Linked DNA regions of Mus musculus: region 2 is linked to region 1. The links are chromatin contacts, called in public promoter capture Hi-C maps. All regions are on one chromosome and are shown on one strand. The core of a region is the stretch at or near the end of the contact, and the rest is flanking DNA. Distances in the headings are between cores, read along the strand shown.

Region 1 (4,307 bases), core at 1,022-3,521:
AAAAATTCAAGTAAAAATGATAGCAAAAACTCGTGTTATTAAGTTAGGAGGGATGGCATGATAGCTCATTGGGTTAAGCACTTGTCTATGACCCTTAAGACCCGAGTTCAATCCTTAGAACCCATGTGGTTGTCAAATAGAATTGACTTTTACACATATGCTGTAGTTCACATGCACATGGATACACACACACACACACACACACACACACAGAGGTAGGGGGAGGAGGGAGAATAAATGTGATAAAAGAGTAGTGATAATTTAATTTTCAGAAGAAAAAAAAAATCACATTTGCTCCATGTGTATTTTTATATTTTTTTTCCTTTTCCCTGAGGGCTTTAAGCATATGTTGGAAGGAAGTAATTTTTAAAATAATTCTATTAAAAAGTTTATTGTTTATTTTATTTTGAAATAAAAAGTATTGTAAAATGTTTGTGACATATTAAGGCATGTAGGTTATTTGAATTATTGGGACATAACTTTCTAAAGGCTCTAAGGGTTTGATAAAATTTCTCAACTGTTTTTAGCAGAAGTTAGAAATATATTCAATAAATTTAAGCCCAGAGTTAAACTGAAATTATCTGAAAGAACAAATTTCTCACTATATAATAATGTGATTTTACAAAGGGGTCTGTTGTATTATTTAATATGTGACAGTACTTTTATAGTTTGATGTATAGACTGAGTAGAACCTGTATAATTATTTTACATAGTAGGTGGAGGATGCTGGGTTTTAGACTGGAATAGTAGCTTAAAAGCATGGATGTTCATTATTTAACAACTGAGAATTTGTCTCTAGCTTATTGATAATGTTTAGTTACACGGTCTAGTTTGTTTCTCTTGGAGTCTCTTAATTGGTTAAAATAAGATGTCTACACTTAGAAACTAATAGTTTAGAATATTTGTATAATACCTATATGTGTTATTTTGTGTTTATTAATTAGGTGGCTATTTTAATACTGACAAACCACATCCCAGAGGTGAAATTCTTATTGGTGGCCAAAATGTGACAATGGGGTACTACAAAAATGAAGCAAAAACAAAGACAGATTTCTTTGAAGATGAAAATGGACAGCGGTGGCTGTGCACTGGAGATATTGGAGAGTTTGACCCTGACGGCTGTCTGAAGATCATTGGTGAGTATTGCGTCCTTTTAAAAAGCTTATGTGTATGACTGTTTTGCCTCCATGTATGTATGTGTACTGCATGTATGCACGATGTCCTCGGAGGTCAGAAGAGGGTGGCCAAGTCCTCTGGAGCTGGAGTTACAGATGGTTGTGAGCCACCACCATATGGGTGCTGGGAACTGAACCCAGGTCCTCTGCCAGAGTACTACATGGTCTTAAATGTTGAGTCATCTTTTAAGCCTCTGAATTCTTTCTTGAAAGTGTTTTCCCAGATGACTTTACAAAGTGGTGCCTGTGTTTACAGAGACTGTTTTACTAGTGAAAGAGCTTATCTCTGTAATATTGAGGGGGGCTTTTATATCATTTCTGAAATATAACATTTTAAAGAGAGACTAAAGTGTTCTTAAAGCTTGGCATGTTATGAATACGGTTGCAAAAGCTGTTCAGCCACAGATTTGTGGTCATTAGTCACTCTCTACTGTTGGTGTAGGGAATGCTTGTTTTTGTTAGCTGCCTGGCTAGGTTATTGTGCAGTGCTTGTGGTCTGAACTTAGTCCTGGCTTTGCCCAGGAAAACCAAGGAAAGCCTGGCAAGTCAAGTACTGTGACCTACAAGGCAAAACACCTTTCGTGCTTCTGCTGCAGTTTGTTCAGCTTCAGTAGTGCCAGATGCATCCTGGGGTTATTCGGGGCTTCCTGGGAGACACAAGCAAGCATCTGCTTACCCCACATAGGGGACAGATGACAGACTAAATGCTGGTGCCACCAGCGTCCAACTTGGTGAACTAGTGAGTGTCACTGGAGTTCCTTATGGAGTGAGTGCAGGTGAGCAGGAATGACTAGAGACAGATGCAGCAGCAGCGAAAGTCCACCCCAGCATGGGTGAGAGCCCACAGAAGCTGGCGTCCTGGAGCGTCCTGCTTGACCTTGCTGGCAGCTTGACAAGGTGAAGCAGTCTCTTCTTGGCAGCCCAGTTGGTCTGAGCATCCTCTGGGCAGCTTGCTTGGTTTATTTGACAGTGTCTCTTAGAAGTCTTTACTGCTTGTGCAAGCTTGAGGAGGGAGGAGTCGAGTGCGTCTGGTGAGCGTCAGGGACTTCTAGTGTACTGGTTCTCAACCTTACTATGCTGCAACAGAGAACTGCTGTCCTAGGGCTTCTGAGTCATTTCCTCAGTGGGCCTCCTGTTTTTATGACATGTGGATCTTGCGGCGCTTCCCTGCAGGTTAGAAAGTTTCATTGAGAGTTTTGTCCTGTAGGAAATTGTTGACAACACCTGGTCTTGATACCCTGAAGGCCAAAAGGAGCTGAGGCTTCCCGACCTCTGCTCCACATCCTGTCTCACTGAGAAAGGCAGACGGCTTCCAAAGCATCGTCTGCCTCTCTGCACATTTGCGGGTCAGGCCTAGGCCTGTGCCACCCTATCTATCATAAGGATCTCCGCTGTGCTGCTGCACACCTCTCCAAACCTTTCCACTTCCAGTGTGTAATGACGACACCTCATAGTTCTAAGAAACCTTTAATAGCTGCTAGGGGTTGTGTTCAGGGAGCCTCTATCACCCAGCTGCCATTCACCTCCCACCTCTTGAATTGTTTCCTTCCTCTTTATGCTTCAGTGTTTGAGTTGACACAGCTCCGGTCAATAAAAGTCACTTCAGGCCCCACTTGCAAGGATTCCTTCCCAGCCCACAAGTTGGCTGTGTTGTGTGGGTGCTGTGTTTCTGTTCCTCTTTCCTGGTGTGCCTTTGCCCATTGCAGTGCAAAGCTGCTTTCCCTCTGCACTAGTGAGTGTCAGGAGCGCAGCAGCTCAGCAGAATATATTCAAGCCATAAGGATGATGTCCCTTAAGTACAATATTTTCCACAAGAGAATTTACTTAATTGTAAAAGATTAGGGTCTGACTTTATTGTATAATCTCAACTTTAGGGCAGCCATCCATGCTTAGTTGAGAAAAGTTTTAAATGACTTGGTGAGAGTATTCCTATGTGCTTAAGGTGTTAATGACTGTTCTCAATATTTCTGCCTTTGCCCTTTGCAGACCGTAAAAAGGACCTTGTGAAACTACAGGCAGGAGAGTACGTTTCTCTCGGGAAAGTAGAGGCAGCTTTGAAGAACCTCCCACTGATAGATAACATTTGTGCGTATGCAAACAGGTGAGCTCCTGGAGTCTGGGCTGCGGTCTAGAAGTTGGCAGGTGTGCCGTGAGCAGTTGCAGCCGTGTGCTGCGGTATAAAAGTTGGTGGGTGTGCTGGGTGTGCCGTGAGCAGTCGAAGCCCCTGTGGGGCCACCACCTCCTCTGCATAGCTAGTGAGCCGGAACTTCCTGGGATGCTCTCCTCTGTAAGTGTCCTGAGTGACAGAGTTGGGGAAATAAGTTCTTATGCTGCCTCAGTACCTCTGCACAGGGAGGCTTTGCAGACCCAGTCAGCTGCAAGGGCATAAGTAGTAGCTCCCTACAGTCCTCTCTTCTGTCCTGACCTGCAGCTTGGCCATGCTTCCTGCTGGCCTGGCTCACCACAACCTCACAGCCCAGGATATCATAGGCAGCAGGGAATGGAAGTGTAAATTTAGAAGCCTAGAGGTGTATTGGGAACTGATGGAATCTGAGATTAGACCTGACTGCATTTCTGTAATAGTAAGTGAAGTAACTTAATCGTATGACCAGTAATCACAGTCACATGTCTGTGCACAAGGCTAGTAACCTGTCTGTAGCAGCTGACATAGTCATGGGTGTCGTAGGACAATCAACTTAGAAGAGGACTTTGGGCTGCATCCTGGGAGGTAGAGCTTCCGGTGGAATAGTTGTCTTCTGAAATAATTAGAACCAGAAATGTTTCAGAGACTGGATTTTGTTGTTTTGTGAGTTCTCGCTATATAGTCCTGGCTGTCCTGGAACTCACTCTGGACTGGGCCACCCTTGAACTACCTGCCTCTGCCTCCCAAGTGCCGCTGGAATTAAAGGCATGCAACTATTATGTCCTTTCTAAGATGGTGGGATTTTTGAAATATGTGCTTAGACTCGACCAGTTAGCACCCTGTACATGGACGCATCAGTGACTGCGCTTTAAAAAGCCATTTGTTTTCTTCAGCTTTGCTCTAGAGATGGGTTTTATTTACTTAAGAATAACTCCAAGTGTCCTTTTCTTGTCACGGTGCTGTCATTTCCTCAGGGTTAGGCTGGTCCT
Region 2 (4,307 bases), core at 529-3,028, 1.5 Mb after region 1:
TTCTTTTGTTGTTGTTGTTGTTGTTTTGGGTTTTTTTATTTGTTTGTTTGTTCTTTAGAAAGGCTTTGGGTCTCCCCAAACTTGCTGGTCTAATGAACCTGGGATGCTTCTTGGCATGGGTGGGCAAGTTTAAAATCTCCCTAGTTTCTTAGTATGCAATCAGGTTGGAAAACCTCTGACTAAATCAGCTCCAAGGTCCATCCAGATAATAACACCACACCTTTCCATGTCCTGACAGGAATGAGGCTATTTTAAAGAAATACTTGTGCCCCTTCCTTTAGCTCTCAGACTAATGGCGAAGTGGCTTCCAAGAAACTTGAATTTCCTCAGGAATCTCATGTTGCCCAGATGGTAAAGCTGGGACCCTGAGGCCAGCTAGGGGGTGGGGGGTGGGGGTGGGGTAGGGGGTGACTCCCAGAGATTTGACTCGGTCTTGACAAACTTGCCTGGCTGTCCTGCAGGAGAAGCTGGGGCTGAGACAATGGATGGATTATGGTTGGGACCACACCCTGACCAGGACTGCTTAGGCATATTTCTTGCCCTCTATTTAAACTTAAACTTCATGGGGGAGGGGAGTGGCGACAGGAGGGTGATTTCACTTGTTCAATGTAGCCACTTTGAATTCTTTCTCTGTCTTCCTCTACTATTCGTCATTTTAATTGGCCTGCTGTAGATGGACGGCCAAGTCTAGCTTGTTTGAGCTCCCAGGATCCTGGATCTGACCCTACTAAACCTGGTACACCCCAGAAATGAACGAAATGAAATACCTGCAGCAGAATCTTATTGCCATCATAGTCCTGAGTCTGCCACCTCGCGCTGCTGATGGGAACACACGGATTGGGTAGAAGAGGCACCAGCTGCCCAATCTCTTGAACCCTGAACTGCAGCACAGAAGACTCCTTGGGGTCTACTGACATTCCCAGGGGCAGCTGCTTCAGAGAGAGCTGCAGGCTGAAGCCCTCGGTGGCATAGAGGACAAAGAAACAGAAGTCGCTCTTTTGCACAGTGGCGTCTCTCTGTAGAAGCATCTCATAGAGTCTGATGGCATCTTCATAGTTATCAAAACTGCAGTACAGAGTCACCCTGAGGATATCAGTGCCACAATTCACTGGCCTCATGCCCCACACTGGCATCTGGTTGTGCAGACTGTAGAATTCCTGATTGGCAGGGAGATAAGAACAAGACCTCCCCTGTGCATGCTGGGTAGGGAAACCCTGCCAGGGTGAACGCCGTAGGAAGTCCAAGACTCGAAACAACCGTTCTTGTCCCAGGCTTTCCTGAAGGAAGAGCAAAACAGACATTCCTGGGAAGCGGGCCCTCCGCGGGTGGTACTTTTCATGGTAGTTCACTGGCCTGGCACGTTCAGACACCAGGAAGAGACGCACCTCTGGGCAGATACATTCTAGTAGTTGGTCCAGAGCCTGCTGCAGAAGCAAACCGTTCCCAGTGTCGGCAAGAAGATGCACAGTCAAGGCTAGAGGTTCCTGTATCTCATCCATGGCAGGCTATGTGAAGATTATGATGAAGGCCACCCGACAGGGCCCACAGCTCAGCCTTTTAGGAAGAACCAAGGCCTCACGCAGAGCCCTCAGCCTCTATAAAATCTTTAGCAACTTCTGAACCAAGTTCTTCACCAGATCACACATGCTCCTGGCTTCCTCCAGTGCTCCAGCGGGGAATGTCACTCAAGTGTGGAGTCGGCTACACACAACAGAGTCGCTCTATGTCATCCGGTCTGAGCAGATGTAACTATTTGCTTGGCTTTCTCGGGCATTCCCCAGGGTTTTGGTTTGACCTAAAAACCTATAATGCTGAGACCCACGCCCAGTGGGTGGTTCTTACATTCAACTCAATAGAGGAAATGATCGGCCGAAAGGAACAGGAGGCGGCTCTGTTGTGCTGATAGCAATCTGTGGCTCTGTTACACTGACTAGACATCCATTTGGTGGACCACAATGGGCTCTGACTTCCTACTTAAATATCCTGATGTTTACAGTGGCCTGCCAGGCCACCTGAATAGAATGTGTTCTTTAAAACAACTCCCCAGTCTTATCTGCATGCCAGCTACTTGCTTCTGATAATTTTATACTAAGTCACAAAGAAGAGATATTTTGTCTAAATAGTGTTGGCCTCACTGAAAAAAATGCCTGGTTGAATTTAGAGTAAACTGCCATTAAACATCCTATGAATTGATTTAATTAGCCAACAAGCCTACAAAGAAGAGGGTAATTATTCCCCAGTTGCTGACAAGAAACTGAGGCATAGAAAGAAAAAAAAAAAAATTAAGTAACTTTGCCAAACTCACACAGTGAAGTGGCTGAGGTCTTTGAACCCAAGATATCCAATGCTACCTCTCTGGAGCTGAGAAGGCCAGCCACGATTTCTTTTCTCTTATGATGAGGAAAAGCTGCCATGTCAACTTCCTGTTGACACACTCACCTGTGGATACAGGCTGTAGAACCTTAAATAGAAGGATACCCCACCGTTGATGTAATCACCTAATCTGTTCCTAAATTCTTTAATAGTCAAGCCTAGTTGCAAATACCTATAATCCCAGGATTCAGGAGGCTGAGACAGGGGGATCATTGTGAGTTCAAGGCTGGTTGGGCCCTGTAGAAGGCACTCTAGGCTATATATCAAATCTCTATTGCCACAAACAACAAAGAAAAAAATGCTATTCTGATAGTTGTGCTGTTGCTGGGCCCGGATATGCATCGATTTCTAAATGTGAGTTTGATTTAAAAGAAGCTATGAATGCTACAGAATATGTTGTGACTTTCTAATTAGTTCAAAACCAACTTCCTCTAACTTTAATACACATGAGAAAGTTATGATCTCGTGCTTTGATAATGGGCTGAGTACTCTAATTCTAAAGAGAGACGTCTTTGCCCCTCCATAGCTAAGAATGGAGCAGGGGAGGCAGTCCCAGGAAAGGAGCAGTAAGGAGTCTTCCAGCTGAGTCTGCAAATCTGCTGGCTACATCCATAGGTCTCTATACATTGTAAAACTCTCACAGGCACATGGGAGAAAAAAATAGACCCTTTCTTTCCTTGACTTGACCAAAGCATCCAGTCATCCACTTCTCTTTTCTAATTTCTGTTTCCGATTCTTTTGGACTGCAGAGAAGCTGAGGTGGAAGCTTATGGGCCTGGCCACTTAGTAACAGGAGAACAACCACATTTAAAGTCAAAACTTCATGGAAAAGAACCATCTCCATCCAGATCTACCCACAATTTTAATCAATTGAATTCTATAATCCTAAGATTTCTGTATAAGAAAATTATAGAAATGTAATTTGTAAGGACAAATTGTTTTTAAATGTCCACATAACACTTAGTAATTAGATTAATTTTGCTTTAACTGTCTGGTAATTGTTAGAGGGTTTTTTTTCCCCTTAGAGCATAGCTCTCAAATGTTAAAAAAAAAGAAGAAGCCACCTCTTAATTCATGTCACATGCTGACATTTGAAAACTATAACACTCTTTCCTCACTATAAGACCCTTTCCTCCCCCACAACCTGCCTCTATCTCTTCTGAGTCACTTTAGACCAAACCCTGGTTCTTGAAAGAACTTTTGAAATTCTTAAAATAGCATAAAGAACTCTAAATGTTTGAAGAGAAAAACCCTACCCCTGAGTCAAAAAGATTAACTCATTAGCTCACGGCATTTTGTCTAACACAGAGGCTAAACTTCCTAGGTGGGAATTGGTTGTTTAGCCTTCCATCCAACGTTCCTTTTCCCTGTGGAGTGTTGTTGTGTAGATAGATAGATAGATAGATAGATAGATAGATAGATAGATAGATAGATAGATAGAATCTCATTAATCTGTTGGCAGCTAAAGCACCAAGCAATTGCAGTCAGGAACAGGGGAGGGTCAGCCAGCATCCTACCTGTCTTTGCAGTTCCTTCTCTTGGAGCACTGGGACATCCTGGGCCTACCCCACCCTCCCCGGCTTGCTACCTCCACTGTGGTTACCTTCCTCCTCTCAGCACAAATGGCAGCTTCTTAGTTAAGCCCCATGGTGAACTTCGGGTTTGCACCATGCTGCAGTGGAGAGCAGAGATGGAAACATGCAGGGACATCGTCAGCTTTGACTCGTTGTTACTGAGCTCTCTGCCTTATTTTCCTTAAACTCGGAACCTCTGCCCAGGGTCTTGTCAGATATCCATGTCTGAACAGCAGCTAGCCGGTCTGCTCTTTACAGCAAGGTTGAAATGTGGTGGCTGGAAGTAATAAGAAATCAGCTATTTAGGAGAATGTGTTCAGATCCATGACTCAGACCTTCTGGATTTGTCCTTTCTGTAAG

What was found. Promoter capture Hi-C pulls out the DNA fragments that hold promoters and counts their contacts.
Region 2: a promoter capture Hi-C map of the HPC-7 cell line shows a contact between it and region 1, with 6 times the contacts expected there. The contact joins the promoter of Fam124b here to the enhancer-like site in region 1. A contact is called at or near these places in 7 of 39 promoter capture datasets (the 3T3-L1 cell line, the HPC-7 cell line, hippocampal neurons and 3 more) and 2 of 9 other capture datasets (adipose tissue and liver).

What each region holds. Positions count from the first base shown.
Region 1 is chr1:78,700,325-78,704,631 of GRCm38.p6, forward strand. Acsl3 (acyl-CoA synthetase long-chain family member 3) reads left to right here. Exons shown (of 15, transcript NM_001033606.2): 12 at 945-1,136; 13 at 3,162-3,276. Among named protein-coding and RNA genes, the nearest start is that of Gm38631, 18 kb to the right of the region's middle. Within about 2 kb of position 2,272, at least 95 of the 459 cell types and tissues checked have an H3K27ac peak or open chromatin away from gene starts, as enhancers often do. A contact at or near this core is called in the HPC-7 cell line and adipose tissue, where this site is marked.
Region 2 is chr1:80,212,166-80,216,472 of GRCm38.p6, forward strand. It overlaps Fam124b (family with sequence similarity 124, member B), which reads right to left and starts at 1,779. Exons shown (of 2, transcript NM_173425.3): 1 at 768-1,779. The coding sequence starts at 1,499. The region is part of intron 1 of 2310015K22Rik (a long non-coding RNA gene); the gene reads left to right. It overlaps LOC108167342 (a long non-coding RNA gene), which reads right to left. Exons shown (of 3, transcript XR_865551.2): 2 at 3,977-4,224.